2 separate regions of the Anas platyrhynchos genome follow, and region 2 is linked to region 1. The links are chromatin contacts, called in public Hi-C maps. All regions are on one chromosome and are shown on one strand. Each heading gives the region's core, a stretch centred on a gene start, on an enhancer-like site or on the middle of the called end of the contact. The rest is flanking DNA. Distances are from core to core; before and after follow the strand shown. Region 1 has its middle 23 kb from the start of DDHD1. Region 2 holds the start of BMP4 (bone morphogenetic protein 4).

Region 1 (4,188 bases), core at 1,206-3,705:
CCCAGAAACCCAGCAAATGCAAAGACCCCTGTAAAATGCTCGAGTCGGGGCAGAGGCTCTTAAATCACTTCGGCGCCCCGACCTCCCGTTTCACAGCGTGTATTTTATGCCAGGGGCTTTGCAACGAGGGCATCCTCCCCGTCACAAACGTGCAGTTTGGTATTGCTAACCTGCATTTGGCCAGCCTGCCTGTGCAGACCGAGAAACATCTGGGCTCTTTTTTGCTGGCAGTTCCCTGACCTCGGAGCAGATCCGGCGATGTGAGCAGAAACGCAGTTTTTTTTCACTGGCTTTTCCCCAGTTTCTCCATTTTTTGTGTTCTGCCCCCAGAAGACAACCCAGCACCCAAGGCTGGGAGCTCGTGGAGATGTGGGCATGGGGAGAAACCATTTCTAACAGCATCGTGCCACCACCTACGCTGAACTCGGTGGAGGATGAGAGTTGCTCATGGTCCTGCAGAGCAGGAGCTTCCCAAGCCCCAGATGGGTGTAGGGACACAGGCTGAGGCCAGGCAGGCACCTCTAACCCATCCACCCCACATCCACCCCACTGCTGGGGGTTGTGGGGTGCACCCCCAGCCCGGCCCCGTGCTCCCAAACTGCGTATCACAGCCCGGGACATGGAGATTTGGGTGCAAATCAGTCTGGTCCCTTGGGCTCAAGGTGATGCTGGAGTGAGCACCTGCAGCCCTATAATCATGGGGATGCTCTTCCAGGTTCCCATGGGGACTCTGCTGACATATCCATACAGGATCAGCATCACTGCCTGCAGCCTGGAACGGGTACATCAGAATCACAAAAAAATAAAAATAAAAAAAATAAAAAAAATAATTTCCAGCCTGCGTCAAGCCAAAGGTGGAAAAACAAGTGCGAATTTTTGCTAATTTGTGTCTTTTAGATACAATCCACATATATGAGCTAAATTGCTTTTACCTGCCAGGGAAGATCTGCTGTGGCTGTGCAGAGCTGGCCTCCTGTCTGCCACCAGACGTCACTGGAGGATGTCAGCCTCTGGCTGCCACGTCCCTGAGCCTCCCGAAGGATATTTACCAGCGTTTCCGTCTAGTTACAGATGCCACACTCTGGCAATATGCGATGTTTCATGCTTCTCATGCAACGGGTGTCCTGAACTACCCAAACAAGGCAAATTGAAATGCGAATGAAATAAACAAGAGTGGCTCTTTGTGTTCCTCAAAAAAAAAAAAAAAAAAAAAGGCTCTGGTTTAATGAGGGATGGAGTCTGTTGCTCCTGACAGCAAAGACTCGTATTAAGTTTTGAAGAAGGCTCAGCCCAGCTGCTGGTGGTACGAGGCAGCGTTGCCCACCCACTGATGGCTTTTCACACGTCAGCATTTCCACAGACAGCTGTCCACGCGCAGCCCGATAAATGCCATGAATTCGGATGGCCAAGCAAGCACCCGTGGGGAGGGGGTTATGGCCATCTACCAGCCTCAGCAGTTTCCTTTTACACCTTCTCTTCTCCCAGCAAAAACTTGACACCACAAGACACATGGGATCATGACCTCTCTTTGAAGATAACTGCCCTGAGCACCGTGGCATCCATCCCTCCATCCCTCCATCCATCCCTCCATCCATCCCTCCATCCATCCATCCATCCATCCATCCATCCATCCATCCATCCATCCATCCATCCACCCACCCACCCACCCATCCATCCCAGCACGCTGTGGTGTGGCTCAGTCTCCCCTCCTGGCACTAGCGGGGCAGGGCTATATTTTGGGCTTGTGAGGGTTTGGGACACCTCAGCTGCTCTGTCTGGCTGCCCACCTCATCTCTTAGACCCCACATCCTTCCACCCTGGGTCCCATCCTGCCCGGCACAGAAGAGGTGCAGACAAAGACAGGGACATGCAGCACTGAATCTCACCAGCTGCTTATCACCTGGTAACAGGCTGTTATCTTTAGCAGAAAGCAGCAGCAGAAAGGGGACACCAGGTTCCCCAGCCCCAGGTCACCTCCCTGGCCCGTGCCGTTATCAGTTATCGGTGTCTGCAGCTCTCCAGGGGCTCCGTGAGCAGAGATACTCCTCACCTCCTGCAGATCACCTTACCCACCCACATCCCGAATCAGATGGGTGCTGAGGACCTTCAGCATGCCTCAAGTCTTCTGCAAGCAAAGGTTTGAGCTGCAACTCCCTAAACTATGCTGATTTACCCCAAAACAGGCCTGCCCCTGTGCACTGTAACGGGGCCCTACGTCCCTACACGCCTCATCACCCCCAGCCTCCCCTCTGCTTGCTCCTGATGGATTGTAGGGACTTTTTCACCACGTTTCCCGGAGTATTATAAAGCGTTATCTGAACGGGCCTCTTGCAAAAAAACACCATAAACCAAAGCCGTTCGGGTAACGATGGCCTTTTAGTCCAGTTTATCCCACACCAAACTCCATAAATGGCAACTTTGAAAGTTTCCCAGACCTTCACAGTAGACCTTGGAACTGTCTGCCTGATTTATCGGTTGTTTCACGACACATACATCTCCCCTATATAATCCTCGTGTTTTACTTATAAGCCGTATTATAACTGGGAATCAATCTTCTTTATTTGAACACTTAGGACAGATTCACACATCATTTCACCATTAATTAGGATAGACTCAGCCCCGCAGATCCTTGGGGTTTCGAGCCTGGCTGTGGTGTTTCACTTCGTTGCCCTGCTCGCATCACGTCCAAGACTCGCGGACTTCGGGGTTTTCTGCGGCGGCTTGAAGAAGAACACAGGTTGTTTCACTGCTGGTTATGAGACATGCTACCCGGCTCATTAATTCACAACAGCCCTTGTTTTCTCTGCCTTTTTCATGCTGATCCGATGCGTTTGTGAAGTCTGGGGTTGTACTGCAAGTGATTAATGCTGCAGTAAAGTCTAATAAACTGAGATTCCAACAAAAAGTGTGAAAAATGTAATCTCTAATGTTCTGAAAGCTTACATATGACAAAACCCATAAATCACCCTAGAAGTAGTCATTATGGTGAGTTACTAACTAGATTATACAGCTGCATTTGTCATAATTTCCCATTACGTAGAGAATAAACCTATCAGCCTGATTTATGGCAGAGGGCTTCACAATATGGGAACTGGGACCTGTGCTGTTCTGTGGCAAACGAAGAGAAATGTTGTGTCTGCTCAACGGGAGGATGGAAAAGAAGGGAGGGGAGATCTTCCCTTTAGCTCGTTATCACTTGAAAGCACTGACTCGGGGGCAGTGAGGCCGTGGAGTGGACTCGGGTTTGTGTCCATGGGATGGCAAGAGAAAGGAGCCAGCCTTCTGTCCCAGCAGCAGCAGCAGAACATGTTCCCCACGTGTGTGGGGAGGGCAGGAGCTGGGAAAGCTTCTGGGGCAGCCAGAGTTGGTTATAGGGAAAGTGGGAGCCTGTCCACTTTTGCACAGCCTGCCCACTTTTACGGAGGAGAGAGCAGGAAGGGCAGGTGGGGGCAAAAATGCTCAGCCTCACATCATGGAAGAGAATTTGACCAATTCAAAGAAATGGCCTCGTGCCCAAGGACAGGCTGCTTTTCTCCAGAGGTCCAGTGACTTTTTCAGACCACTGCAGACCACTTACATGCTCCTCTGGTGACCTTGGTGTTGCCACGCCATTCTGGATTGCACGAGAATTTCTGCAGTGATTTGAGATAATTCCCAGCCCCTCCACGGAGGGGAATGTCGAGCTGAAGCAGCTGATTTACTCGCGAGCGCAGCTGATGAAGGCAACATCAATAAGGACACTTGGCAAGCCCGGCTCCGCGCAACCAGAGCCTGCCTGTCTGTGGTGGCACAGCCTGTAATTTGCTGACACTCGTCTGCTATATGCAGCGAGGATAAATATTGACAAACTTTCCAAGGGTCCCCGCTTATTCGGCAGCTGCTGAAAGCTCCAGGTGGTTCGGCAGCCGGGTGCATCTGCCTGCCACCGCAAGCTGCCACCCACACCAGCTCAGAGCTGGTGTCCTCTCCTCCCAGTTCAATGTCACAGGGGCTGGTAACGCTGACACAAGGCTCGAAGCAGCAGTGTGAACCCCTCCTTGAATCAGTTTGCTGCTAGGGTTTACACTTTGCAGATGTGGTGGAAAAATCAGTGACCGCAAAGGTGCTGGGGATCCCCAAGGGGCTGCAACCCAGCAGACCCCATAGTTCCACCTCTCTCATGGGCCAGGTGGCTTGATAAAAAGCAAG
Region 2 (4,600 bases), core at 1,363-3,862, 180 kb before region 1:
GCCTGGACCGAGTTCAGCCTATGTGTAACTCCACGGGCTTGAGCAGAAGCTACGTTCAAGGTAAATTGCTCTCTATGGGGCTAAGGAAATACAGCTTCTGTAGAAACGCGTTTCAGCTCCTTCAGTAAATGCTACACTATTTCCATCCATGGTTATTCCGTTGTGGTTTGGGTTATGTATTTACATTTTACGGAATAAATACTACAGCTTTCCCCATGACTAACACTTCTTAGTAACCAATAAGCTACTCAAATACACCATTGCCTCCTACAAGAGCCTAAACCACATCGCTCTCCGCTGGCTTTCTGTCCCCAGCTGGCCACCTCCTTGCACAGAGGCATGGTTAACCAGCATTACATAAGTAACTTTTTGGATCTCGCTTGAACGGGACGGCTTCCTAGAGGAGGCACTGGATGCTGTGGGACTGAATCCCTCAGCAACAAAACGTTTCCAGCGCAGCCGCTGTCTGATCCTACCCGAATCTGACTGAGGTCTTCAGGCGAGGAGAGTCACATCTCGCTGCTGCTCCCACAAAGAGGCAGCGAGTTGCTTTTCCCTATCCAGAGGTCTGTTTTCAGAGCAGCGTTGTGCAGGCCCTTGTGTAAACTTTGCTTTTAGACTGGAATATTTTCAATGAAAATGTTATTCGACTTTAAAAAGTTGCACAGCAGCTACTCCAAAAATTGTTTTCCCTTGTTAAGAATAACACACAGTGTGATACATTTGAAATGGTGATAGCAATATTTCACAAATTTTGATGGATTCATAGTCCAAATACCTTGCTAACAGATGTTTCTTTTAAACTCGGAGTGGTATAGGAATAACTCAGAGATATTACAGTGTCAGCACTGCCTTTTATCTGCGTGTGTCCTCTCAGTGACATCCCCGGGCTTTTGTAATGCACGGGTCAGGTCTGAGCTTTAAAAAAAAGAAGTGAAATATGAAAGGAAGTCCTATCTGCTGGCTGTGTGAGCTCCGGGGCAGTGCCTCGGGGCTGTGAGGAAGCTGACGAGCGCTGCCCCGCTCTCGCTCTCTGCTTGGGCACGGCGGCCTGGTGGTTTGTGGGACTCTGCTGCTTTCCACTCATCATTTCTCAGCCGGCTCTTGGTTGTGGTTCATCTGCCAGCTGGGGAGTCCCCACGGCCAACCCTCTGACCGTGTCTTTTGGTCTTAGAGTTTTACAAACCGGTCCCTCTGCGGACGATGCCTTGTCCAACCCAGAGGGGCACCTCAGCAAGGCAAAGGGATGGTGTTTTAACGCCTTGGTGGAGCTCTCTTTTTTTATCACAGGGTTGTTTCACTCTGCCTCTTGTCACTTTGTGGCTTCCCATCCTCTCCCAGGAGCTGCCATCTCCACACCTTGCTCACAGCATGCCCAGCTGATGTGTGACGGACCCAGACCCCACCAGGGAACAACCTTGAGCCCTGGGATGCCCGGCTTACACTCCTAACCCAAAATCTGGCCCTGCGAAGTGATCTTTGGCAATGCAGGCATTGAGCTGTGCGGCAGGAGCATCCTTCCTCCAGGTGAGCCTGTTGGTAGCCCTCCGTGGTGGCCACGTGCAGCCCCGGGGTGGCTCGTGAAGGTGTCCTTGTGGGGTCAGGGAACCTGCCTGGCTGTCACAGGGGGAAGAGAAGGGAGAGAAAACCCACAGGGCAGGTGGGGAGTGAAGACAGGGATCATTTGTGGCCCCTTCATATCCCTAGGGGCACCTCGCTGTGCCCAAAGGGTGCGAGCAGGGGGGACAGGGGGGCTCTCCCTACATCTCCAAGCAGCTCCACGCTCCCCTCACACGAAAGCAGAGCCACATCCAGAGCCCAAACTCCCAAACCCTCACCCCTCACCCCTTGGCTTTCCCTGGGGGTTGTGTGCTCAGCGCTGTCCCCCCCATTACCCCTCACACCCTCCCCAAAATCCAGCCCCCCCCCCCCCCCTCCTTCAGCCGCAGCCTGGCGGCGGGGCCGGGCCGGGGCCGTCCCCCCGCGGGGCCGGGCGAGCCGGGGGCGGGCCGGGGGGCGGCGGGGCAGGGCCGGGCCGGGCCGGGCCGTGCCGGGCCGGGCTAAAGGGGGGGTGTGCGAGGCTCCACGTGACGGAGGGGCCGGGAGAAAAACCGGGGCCGGCGGCGGCGGCGGCCGCACAGCGCCCGGGCGGCGATCGCGGGAGGCGCTCGGCAGCCGCTGCCCCGGGGGCTTTCGGCGCGCTGGGGCCGGCTCTGGCTCTCCAGAATCATGGACTGTGCTGATATGCCTTGCTTGCTGTCAGTGAGTACAGCCCTCTTCTTCCTCGCCGTGGCTTTAATTTTGATTTTCATTTTTTTTTTAATTATTTGAGTTCAACTTTTTTCTTCCAGCCGCCGGCGGCGGGACTCGAACCCGCGGCCGGGCGCCGCAGCCCCGCGATGCGCCCCGGAGCCCCCAACCCGCCGGGGGCTTCTTCCCCTTCCCTTTCCCTTTTACCCTTTTTTTTTTTTTTTTTTTCTTCTTTTTTTTTTTTTTTTTAAGTTTTCTCCTTCTTCTTCTTCTCCTTCGTCTTCTTCGGGTGGGGGGGCTCGCTTCTCACCCTGACTTTCCTTGTTGTTTGTTGTTGCGTGTTTCCCACCCCAGAGACACCATGATTCCTGGTAACCGAATGCTGATGGTCATCCTACTATGCCAAGTCCTGCTAGGAGGTACCAACCATGCTAGCCTGATACCCGAGACCGGCAGGAAGAAAGTCGCCGAGCTTCAGGGACAACAAGCCGGATCCGGACGCCGCTCTGCCCAAAGCCATGAACTCTTGCGGGGTTTCGAAACAACTCTGCTGCAGATGTTTGGGCTGCGAAGGCGGCCTCAGCCCAGCAAGTCAGCCGTCATCCCTTCTTACATGCTGGATCTCTACCGGCTCCAGTCCGGGGAAGAGGAGGAAAGCCTCCAGGAAATTAGCCTGCAGTACCCCGAGAGATCGACCAGCCGGGCAAACACCGTGAGGAGTTTCCACCATGAAGGTCAGTGATGGGAGGAGGTAGATTCCCAGCCCCGGTAGCGATTGGGATTTCCATGTGTTTGGAAGCTCACGAACGTGTTTAGAAGCAGGACGTGCCCGGCTCTAAACTTACGGGAGGAAAAACTCCCCCCCAAGCCTGCCGGGCGTGTGGCTGACAGGCACGCTGCCCCGTATTTTTTTTCCAGCATCCTGTGCTTAACCCGAGTTTTGGGGATATTTTGAGGTGCCCGTGCCTCTGCTGACAAGAGCGAGTTTCCTTCGGTCCCTCTGTCTCGGGGTCGCTCCCCGGGCTTGCGTGGATTTAATGGCTCTGGATCGGATGCGGGAGTAAAGCGAGGGCGGGCTCTCGCCCCTGGTGTGTTTCTTTTGAACTATCAAAGCGATCGCTGCCTGGTTTTGCTCTTAAGAAAAAAAAAAAAAAAATCCCAAAAACCCCTACTCGAATTTAATACTTACAGCTGTGTGTTTATAAGGTTTATTCAATAGGCCCTTGTAATCTGATCCAAATGTTTCCTAGCGGATGTTTCTTTTCCAAAGTAAATCTGAATTATTAATCCAGCCGCATCATTACGGCGCTGGAATTTGCTTCTCCTTCTCCCCCTGCCCCCTGCGCCCCGTAACAAGGCACCTCTGTGCTCCCTGGCACAGCACCGCTCCGAGGAGATGATTTTGGAGATGGAGCCCTGGGTTAGGGGGGGAGCAAAAGGGGAAAAACCTCCCTGAATATGAAAGGGAGAGGCGGGGAGGACAGACCCTGTCTGGGCACAGGCGTGCGGAGGGTGAGCGAGCGGTGCCAGCACCGCCGGGAGGGATGCGCGGGGGAGCGGAGCGGTGCCGGGCAGGTGAAGCACGGATTCGAGCCGTGGCCGCGCTGGGGAGCTGTGGCTGGGTGCCCTGAGGCTGACATACTCTTGTTTTTTTTCTTTTTTTGTACCGCTTTCCCCCTGCCCCGCTCCCCTCCAGAGCACCTGGAGACCGTCCCGGGCCCCAGCGAGGCTCCCTGGATCCGTTTCGTCTTCAACCTCAGCAGCGTGCCGGAAAACGAGGTGATCTCCTCGGCGGAGCTGCGGCTGTACCGGGAGCAGGTGGAGGAGCCGAGCGCGGCGTGGGAGAGGGGCTTCCACCGGATAAACATTTACGAAGTGATGAAGCCGCTGTCGGAGCGCGCCCAGGCCATTACGCGCCTGTTGGACACGCGGCTGGTGCACCACAACGTGACGCGCTGGGAGACCTTTGATGTGAGCCCGGCCGTGATCCGGTGGACCAAGGACAAGCAGCCGAACCACGGGCTGGTGATCGAGGTGACCCACCTCCACCACGCACAGACTCATCAGGGCAAACACGTCAGGATTAGCCGATCTTTACCTCAAGGGCGCGGGGACTGGGCTCAGCTCAGGCCGCTCCTGGTCACTTTTGGGCACGACGGGCGAGGCCACGCGCTGACCCGCAGAGCCCGCCGGAGCCCCAAGCACCAGCGTTCCCGCAAGAACAAAAAAAACTGCCGCCGCCATGCCCTCTATGTGGATTTCAGCGACGTGGGCTGGAACGACTGGATCGTGGCTCCCCCGGGCTACCAGGCGTTTTACTGCCACGGGGACTGCCCCTTCCCTCTGGCCG

What was found. Hi-C and Micro-C count contacts between places; a contact is called where the count stands out from the background.
Region 2: a Hi-C map of F5 follicle shows a contact between it and region 1, with 2.4 times the contacts expected there. The contact joins the promoter of BMP4 here to the enhancer-like site in region 1. A contact is called at or near these places in 4 of 8 Hi-C or Micro-C datasets (F1 follicle, F5 follicle, liver and 1 more).

Annotation. Positions count from the first base shown.
Region 1 is chr5:3,668,913-3,673,100 of IASCAAS_PekinDuck_T2T, reverse strand. No RefSeq gene overlaps it. Among named protein-coding and RNA genes, the nearest start is that of DDHD1, 23 kb to the right of the region's middle. Within about 2 kb of position 2,455, at least 2 of the 8 cell types and tissues checked have an H3K27ac peak or open chromatin away from gene starts, as enhancers often do. A contact at or near this core is called in F5 follicle, where this site is marked.
Region 2 is chr5:3,848,527-3,853,126 of IASCAAS_PekinDuck_T2T, reverse strand. It overlaps BMP4 (bone morphogenetic protein 4), which reads left to right and starts at 2,612. Exons shown (of 2, transcript NM_001310789.1): 1 at 2,612-2,984; 2 at 3,947-4,600. The coding sequence starts at 2,612.